2 separate regions of the Mus musculus genome follow, and region 2 is linked to region 1. A link is a contact called in public promoter capture Hi-C data. All regions are on one chromosome and are shown on one strand. The core of a region is the stretch at or near the end of the contact, and the rest is flanking DNA. Distances in the headings are between cores, read along the strand shown.

Region 1 (4,387 bases), core at 707-3,206:
ATCTACTTGAGAGCAATCAGCTGTTAAGATCATATAAGAAATTCAGTCCTACACCACACTTATATAATGATAGTCTTAAAAAAAACCAAACAAACAGATAATACGATAGTAAGAAAAGGATGGGCCGGACGATTCAGTGTATGAAGTGACTTGAGGACAAAGCTGACAACTTTAGTTCATTCTTAGTATCCCACAGGTCGTCTTCTAATTTCCACAAGTACAGCATGACATGTGCTGCTCCACCCCCACATAAATAAATAAAAGAAATGGAGAGTGTATAGACAAAGACATATTATCCTGATATGTAGGCTGATGGTGGCAGCATATGGTCAAAGAGACAAGAACTGGGCCTGCTACAAGGTGAAGGGAGCTCATTGTGAGGCCCTATACCAAAATTCCATGAGAACACTAGCAGCCCATTTATATAGACCCTCAGGAAAACATTCTCACTTAGCCACTGGGGCTACCCAAAATGAAGAGCAGCCTAATCTGAGCCTGTAAGTAAGTGAAGAGAAGACCTGGGCAGTGGTGGCACACACCTTTAATCCCAGCATTAGGGAGACAGAGGCAGGCAGATTTCTGAGTTTGAGGCCAGCCTGGTCTACAGAGTGAGTTCTAGGACAGCCAGTTCTACACAAGACCCTGACAAGAAGAGAGAGAGAGAGAGAGAGAGAGAGAGAGAGAGAAGAAGAAGAAGAAGAAGAAGAAGGAGGAGGAGGAGGAAGAGGAGGAGGAGGAGGAGGAGGAGGAGGAAGAGGAGGAGGGGGGAGGGAGGGAGGGAAGGAGGGAGGGAGGGAGGGAGGGAGGGAGGGAAGGAAGGAAGGAAGGAAGGAAGGAAGGAAGGAAGGAAGGAAGGAAGGAAGTCAAGAAAAATCCAATCCAATAGTTTCTGACTCTCAGGGACTTTCAAAATTACAACTGTATACTTTTACATTCTAATTTTATCAATGGACGATGAAATAAAGTATGGCCAATCAAGAAGAAACTAGAAAACGATTAATCTAAGTTTGGAAAAAAGATAAAAATTGATTTAAACAGATATTTTACTTTATAATACTTTCAGATTTATAAAAAAAATTGAAAAGATACAGTTCACATAGAGCCCACAGCCAACTTTATCCTGTTATTTATGCATTTACTTTTACTGTAAATGACAACTAAACTCTACATACATTTGGAGTGCAATGTGATTTGATAAAAAACATTTTATGTGTATGGTGGTTTTGCTTGCATGTATGTGTATGTATCAGATGAATGCAGTGCCCATGTAGGCTACACAAGAGTGTCAGGTTCCCTAGCACTCAATGAGAGATAGCTGTGAGCTGCCATATGGGTGCTGGGGACTAAAACTAGATCCTGTCGAAAAGCAGCCAGTGCTCCTAACCAATGAGCCATCCATCCAGCCCCAAAATGATGTTTTAATAGATGTCTACATTGTGAAATATTATACCAGAGTAAGCATATCTATTGCTTCAATTTTTTATTTTTTTTTTTATTTTTGGTGAAACATTCAAAATCTTCTAGCTTTTTAATACTTTATAGCTATCTATAGTCATTTACAGATGTTTAACCTACTTATCCTAAATATAACTTAGTGTACACCAATTAACCTTGTTCTATCACACACACCCATTGCCAAATGAGTTAATCAATATCAAAGCAATTATTAACTAAAACTTCCACCTCTCCTTAGTTTTCACCTTTTCTAAACAGGAACCATAAAACGTGAGCTCCATACAGAAAGATCACATCAAACTCAGAGATCCATTTACCTCTGTCTTCTGAGTGCTGGGATTAAATACATTAAATTATAGGCCAGGATTCTATAAGTACTGCCCATAGCATCAATGAAGTCTTTAAGTGAGAGAGTAAGTTGATACTGCTTATGATGTACAGGACAAAGACAGGGACAAGTGATTGTTCTTTTGGCCATGACTGAATTCAAGATAAGGATTAAACAAATAAAAATGGACAGGCAATCCTGCCAAAAACAGCTTTGATAAGTCTCAAACCTAGAAGAGGCAATACTCTCAAAACTCTGAAGGCAAATATGAGTATTACAGAAACAACAGATACATGGACTGCTGCAATGACTGAGGCACTCAATACTAAGATACTGAGGTTGATTCCAGGAAAAGCACTGTGCAGGTGTCTCCTGAAGCAAGAGCAAGTGTGGGCCACTAAAATGCCTATGGCAGATGGCACAATCAGTTTTGGTACTCCAAAGACAGTAACCCATGAGATCATTACAAGGATGGTAACATTTCAGGGTATTTTATAGTGACAGGCACTCTTACCACACAATTGTGCTTAATACAGGATGCCAGACACTCACTGCTACCAAAGGCCAACCTGGAACAGTAGCTTCTGAGTTCACTCTCTTACCAAATATTATTAAGGACATGGACACTCATAGGAGCAAGCAAAGCAAACACAAGCTTTGTTAAAAGATATTAAAGTAAATTTAAATGAAAGTTAAAAGGAAGTCCCAAAAGTGGAAGAGATGCCAAGAGAGGAAACGTTGAATTATTTTGTCTTGTGATTTTTCTAGAACTGTGGTAAAAACTGGGGAAGAGATGAGATAATCACTATGAGATTGGTTAGTCCACTGGGCTATCACAGGCTTGAGCCACTGGGGGCCCATTTGCTCTAGGCATGTCCTGTCTCAACCAAAGAGATTATCCATAATCTGTTTACATGAAGTTCACCAGTGACAGGTAGTTGAAGCCCCCAATCCTGCTTTGTCCATCTCTGACTTCAGCTTTAAAAGTTGTGGGCCTTAACTGTCTGCTAGTTAGTAATTACTGGCTAGTGTTGCTACCTCCAATCCTGTAGGTGTCTCAGTGCTGTTAATCACACTAAGCTCTTTTTGTTCCTCACAGCCATCAGAGAACAGCTACAGATGTTCTTATTAACTCCTGATTTATAAATCAGTTCTGGGTCTCTTTCCTGACATAAGTAGAGGCTTTCTTAGAAACTATTTTTACTTAGTCTGTTATAATTGCCTACATTAGAAGTAAGAATGTGTAAAACAGCAATAGTTCCCAGCGTACATTCTCAGGAGTGAGGACAAGATTCACAAAAGATAGCCTGCCAGTCCACCAATACTGGTCCGTCTATCTGTTGCCAGTCCACCAATACTGGCCTGTCTATCTGTTTTGCTCTTATGTCTCCTAAGCTATCTCATACTCAGTTGTAAGCACTTTGTTCCTCATCCCTTATAGTTCTGATTAAGCTGTTTTAACACTAACCTTCCTCCCTTTTAACCTCAGCTCTGTTTGTCATTGCAAGACCTATGAGTTACTTGAAGTTTTCACAATGGGCCCTTTTCTCTTACTACCTACAAAAACCCAGCTCCTGAATCAGAAATAGACATCCCTTTCAAAACCTCAAATGTGAAGCTTCCGATTACCCCTAAGTAAAATGACTCCTGCTGACACCTCCCAATCCAGCCCCGCAACTTTGTATTGTGAAAGACAACACCTGATGACTAAGTGGAAAGTAAGAAGCAGAAGAGCAACTGTGGAGCGAGCAAGAGAACGAAGCTACTTCTTCTGTTTTAGAATTCTGTTCACTGAATAAACCATAATAGTAATTTTTCAAATGAAAAAAAAACATGAATGCAAAGATATTACACATAAAAGTTTGTGGACTACCAAAACAAAAAAGTTACACTTACAGATAAGTACATATAGCATTCTCAAGTGACCTAGGAAAAGGAATTTGAAGTCCTGAGTTAATTACACACAATTAATGTGAAGAAAACAAAAAGAGATGATACTGAACTAGAAAAATAGCAATAAAAGTATCAATAAAGACAAAAGCTATTTCTTAGCAAACAAACCTGCTACCTAGCTGTTTCCTCTGAACTGAACTACTGGAGGGAAGAGAGAGGCCCATTTAGATCCCCAAAGCTAAGAAAAATTGGGCTTAGAAAATAATGCTCAAAACTTCAGGTATTTTTAAGATTCGCAAGGTCCCTCCCCAAGATTATGCCATCAGTAATCGATTGCTGAGGAGAAGGACTGCCTAAGAATTGGTCAGGGAGCTAGCTCTAGGAATGCAGCTTTTATAAGTTGTCACCTATGCTGCGGTAATGCAACTACATAGATTTTCATGTTCTTCAACCATGCTCTTAAAAATAACTCCAGTGAACCATTGGCTCACCAAGCTGGATTTGGATGCAACTGTTTCTTTGGTCTGTTGTCAGTACTCTGCCTAGAAAGAATGAATATTCATTCACATCTCCCAAGAAAACTAACAAAACAATAAGAAATGAATAGCTTGCAAGACTAATGAAGAAAGAGAGCCCTAAAACAGAACAACGCCCATAAAAACATACCAATGTACCAGATGTAGTAATACATCACTGAAAGAAGTTTGAAGG
Region 2 (4,387 bases), core at 1,195-3,694, 240 kb after region 1:
TACATGCCAGTGGTGGCATGTGCCTTTAAACCCAGCACTTGGGAGGCAGAGACAGGCAGGTGAGAGCTTCAGAACAGCCAGGGCTACACAGAGAAACACTGTCTCAAAAAAAGTTATTTTAAGTTTTCTTATTTGAATTTTTCAGCATCTATGATAACTCAAATGTGGTTTACTGAGTTTTGATTGTCAGTATTTCTGGGTATCTTCAGGTATGGTTGGAGGCAATCCCTATAAGCTATCATGAGATTCTCTTGGGTCAGCCTGTCCTTCTGAGTTCTGAGTCTGTGCATAGATATCTGGAAACTTAATAATCAAAAACGATACATACTGAAAAGAAAGAGAGAAAATCAGAAGGTGTAATTATTATAAAGCAATGATGCACGCAGCAGGGTTTCTTAACTAGGATTCAGGGATGCTGTTAGGTGGTCAACGGCCCCTTAGCATTGTTTGGGAAATTATGTTTGGGGGACATGTACAGAAGCATCCTGAGGTCTCCAAAAGGGTCAGAATTTTTTCTTGACATTAAAGATACTAAATTCAGCTAGGTAACTATTCTGGGCCAGATACACACTATATAAACTTCCTTCTTCCCTTTTACTTTCAAATGAATCTTTTGGTTAAAATTCCCCATGGCAAAAAGTCTTGTAGCTACAAAAAAAAAAAAAAAAAAGACAAAAACCATTTTAAATTATGTGTATATGTATGTAAGGGAGTGGTTATCTGCATGTGAGTGCAGGTGCTTTGGGGGCATCAGATGGCCCTGGCGATATTAGATGGCTGTGAGGGGTCCAGTGGGGATGCTGTGAACTGAATCCAGGTTCCCTGTCAGAGCGGAACGTACTCTTAACCACTGAGCCACCTCGCTGGTCCTGGTGGTAACTCTGAAGTCTTGATTTGTATCCTCTTTGCATTTTCTGCCCTAGAATTGACTTTGATGCAACTTCTTTGATTCTCTCTGAATCCTTGTATGAGCAGCATGTGTTTGCTGTCACAAAGACATCTTAATGGTTGCTTGGGTTTAAATTAGCATTTTTATTGCTTGTAGAGGCTTCACTCAAAACTGTAAAACATTTATCCAAACAGCTGACTTCTCTCTGAGTAAGTATTCTGCCATGTGTTAAGGTTCCTGTTTTCCCCTTCTTTAATTTATACATGCATTTCTATAAGTAATTAACATTTCCTCGTCACCAAACTCCCAACTGAGGATGCTGTATTTGGAATTATGTATCATTGTTTGTAGTCAATAGAATTCTCATCTCAAAGATCTATCTATACAAAAAAAAAAAAATCAAGGGCAAAGCAAGGTTAATCTCACCTTGGGCATTTAACTCTGGCTGTAACTATTCGCAACTATACAAGAGTGACCCCAGTTCCTCTCAACCTTACGAGGAAGCCAGGAAAGTCACTGTCAGATTTTTTTAAACATGATTTGTTCCCCTCCACATCTACTAATTAATTCCTTTTCTAAACGTTTTTTTCCCTTAGTGCTTACTTACATCTTCTAGAATAATCTAGACATCTCTCAAAATGAATAAACAAAGATGTTTTTATTAATAAAATGATTGCTGATGTATATTCTTGGTTAACGTTTGAGAAAAATGTCAATTAAGGGAAATTATCATTTATTGAGTGCTTCACTGTTCTTCCTTTAGTAACTGAATAGGAATTATTACCAGGTGCCTATGGGAGGACTTTCGAGGCTCAGAGCCTAGAAAAAACCAGGTCACTAACTTAGAAGTCAAGGTCAGGATTTTAACACATGGTAGATCCACCACACTTCTGGCTTTTCCTTTCCTCTTGCCCTTCAGCTAAAGGAAAATCTCAAACAAATTCTCCAATCATTACTGAAAAACTGGAGCTAGACAAAAATCTCTCCAAGCCAAACATATTATCTGTTTCTTTTTTTTCTACATAGACTCTAGGTAGGCTGGTGAAGGTTCTTGCTAAATAGTGTTTGTAATTATGTGGATAAAAATAGATGTGACAAAGGAAACACAGTACTTTAAAGTATAATTAAATACCTTAGATTGGAAGGAAATATTAAATCGCATGTAGACAATATGGGAAACAGAGATATTTTACTTCTCACCACCAAGGTCCCTAAACCACAGGCCCCTGGGCAGCTGAACTCTAGGACCAAGAACCTCTTCAGGACTTCTGCCCAGGAGATCAAAGCCCCTTTCCCTTCTTTCCCCAGAGCAACATGTTTGTTCATTTGCTTTAATGGGATGAGGTGAGTGGCTTACCTTCCAAGGTCTCACACTGCACTAGGTTGACATAGTCCTGCTGAGTTAGGAGGCTGGCTTTGCATCCTCGAACCAGGCCCTCCAGGTAGCCATGGTCCACATTGAAGTACAGCTCTGCAGTCTCAAGCATACTGCTCAGGCTGAAGTGGCTCCGAGTCCTGGATAGCAACTGAACACTGGCCCTGGTCCGGGAAAGTGTGGGTGTTGTGGTCGCTCAGCTGATAGTCAGGGTGCTTCTGACTAGTTTGCTCCAGTTTCAGAGGCAGTCAACACAGTGCCTGGGTCTTGTTTTTACAACAACAGTGAGTCAGTCCAATGGTTTGAGTGCACTGGAGAGAATTTGCTGTCAGGAGGAGAGGTGAGAGGAGGGGTCCTGGCATCTCTTCCCTTGCACAGTCCAAGGTCATGCCCAGTTTTGCCAGTGACACCAGGTTGTTGTAAATATACCTTTTCCACATTAGTACATTAATTATAAATTATATTTATTTCATTCTGGGGGCACTGTTAATATGAACAAATGTTTCTTAGTTTTTGAGACAGAGGGTTTTTTTTCTGTTTGGGAGCAGCCTTGGCTGTCTGGAAACTCACTTTATGAACCAGGCTGGCCTGGAACTCTCAGAAATCCACCTGCCTCAGCCTTCAAATGGTGGAATTAAAGGCATGAGCCACATTGGCCAGCCTAAAACTTTCCTTTTTAAAATACTGAAAAATGCTGGGTGTGATGGTTCACGCCTTTAACACATAGCCATTGAGAGAAGATACTCGGAAGACTTGCCATGAGTTTGAGGACAGCTTTGGTTACAGAGTGAAACTCCTGTATCAAAAAGTAAAATAATCAGGAAGCATTAAAAAAGAAAACAGCAACTACAAATATTTCTAAAAGAGGAGATAATTTTGTAATATAGTGTATTTCTGTTAAACAAATTAGCAATGTCTTGACATTGCCAAGGGCTGCCAGCTATCTCTTAAACAGTCTATACTCGGAGCCTCTACCTTTGTGCATTTCGGCGGATGATTATGCTCTCTTTATTCTCCTTTTTGCCTGTGGTTACTTTGAGACAGATGCTATGACTCCCCACGTCACAGATAAGAAGTCAGAGTTCCAAAGCTGTGAGGCAGCTCAGAAGGCACAGCTGGCAGCGCTGCAGATGTTAATGCAGTGGGCACTTAACTGCTGAGTTTTATACTCCAAAAAGGTTGCTGTTCTTCCCATAAACTTAGCTCACAGACTATCAGATGTCTTCCGCATGACTTTCTGGGGCAGGATTTCCTATGTGTTCTGTCAAGTGATCACATAGAGTTAAGGCGTCAGAGCTTCTCTGGGCTCCCTCAGTATTTCCAAACTGACAAGGAGTAGAAAAGTTCCAATCTGTGTAAATTCTCCTGTAGTTGTTTTGTTTAAAAAAACAAACAAACAAACAAAAAACCAAAACAGAGAATCAAACTCTTAGCTTTGCTCAGCGCCTATATCTGAATATCTGTAATTGACCAGAGACCAAGGTTCTTATTGTATTGCCACAGTCAGCTCTCCTACAGTTCCGCCATCTGTAAACATCCTGAATATGCTTTATCATGAATCATTCATATGAGCTTATTTGTCATTTTTGTAGGTCTAATTTGGCTGCATGTTGTCATTTTATATAGTTAAAAATGGATGGAAATTTACATATAATGTATGACAACAAAGTTTTTATCATTTTCTTATGTTTCCCTATTATTACTTTCCTTGATGTTATATCTATTTTATTTGGATGTTTTCTTTCCCTTTTTATTCCCTTTATTGTGCTACATATTGAACCAGGCCCTGGAACAGTCTTACTTAGCAAACTGTAGCAATGAGCTACCCTGTCACCTGACAGGGAAACATTCCATCTGTCAGTGTGCTCCCAGGAAGTTCTTCTTGGCCGGCCATGATAGGAGTACTTATCCCATGAAAACAGGCAAAATGGACCTTTTTGTCCTTGAATTTAAAAACTTTTAAAAAGGGGCTTATATATGTTTATTCATGTTCATATGAATACACCTATGTATGTATGTATGTATGTATGTATGTATGTATGTATGTATGTATGCTGAGTGCGTGCAGGTGCCTGCATAGTTCAGGAGAGACATCAGATTCCTTAGAGCTAGAATTACAGGCA

Evidence for each region. Promoter capture Hi-C pulls out the DNA fragments that hold promoters and counts their contacts.
Region 2: a contact with region 1 is called in a promoter capture Hi-C map of macrophages, with 7 read pairs. The contact joins the promoter of Atp6v0d2 here to the enhancer-like site in region 1. A contact is called at or near these places in 6 of 39 promoter capture datasets (the C10 cell line, the SN4741 cell line, cranial neural crest and 3 more), 1 of 484 Hi-C or Micro-C datasets (bone marrow-derived macrophages), 4 of 115 datasets of contacts at active chromatin or transcription factors (bone marrow-derived macrophages, effector CD8 T cells and embryonic stem cells) and 3 of 9 other capture datasets (adipose tissue, liver and pancreatic islet).

Annotation. Positions count from the first base shown.
Region 1 is chr4:19,679,260-19,683,646 of GRCm38.p6, forward strand. The region is part of intron 2 of Wwp1 (WW domain containing E3 ubiquitin protein ligase 1); the gene reads right to left. Among named protein-coding and RNA genes, the nearest start is that of Wwp1, 28 kb to the right of the region's middle. Within about 2 kb of position 1,957, at least 13 of the 459 cell types and tissues checked have an H3K27ac peak or open chromatin away from gene starts, as enhancers often do. A contact at or near this core is called in bone marrow-derived macrophages, liver and macrophages, where this site is marked.
Region 2 is chr4:19,920,122-19,924,508 of GRCm38.p6, forward strand. Atp6v0d2 (ATPase, H+ transporting, lysosomal V0 subunit D2) reads right to left here and starts at 2,445. Exons shown (of 8, transcript NM_175406.3): 1 at 2,247-2,445. The coding sequence starts at 2,376.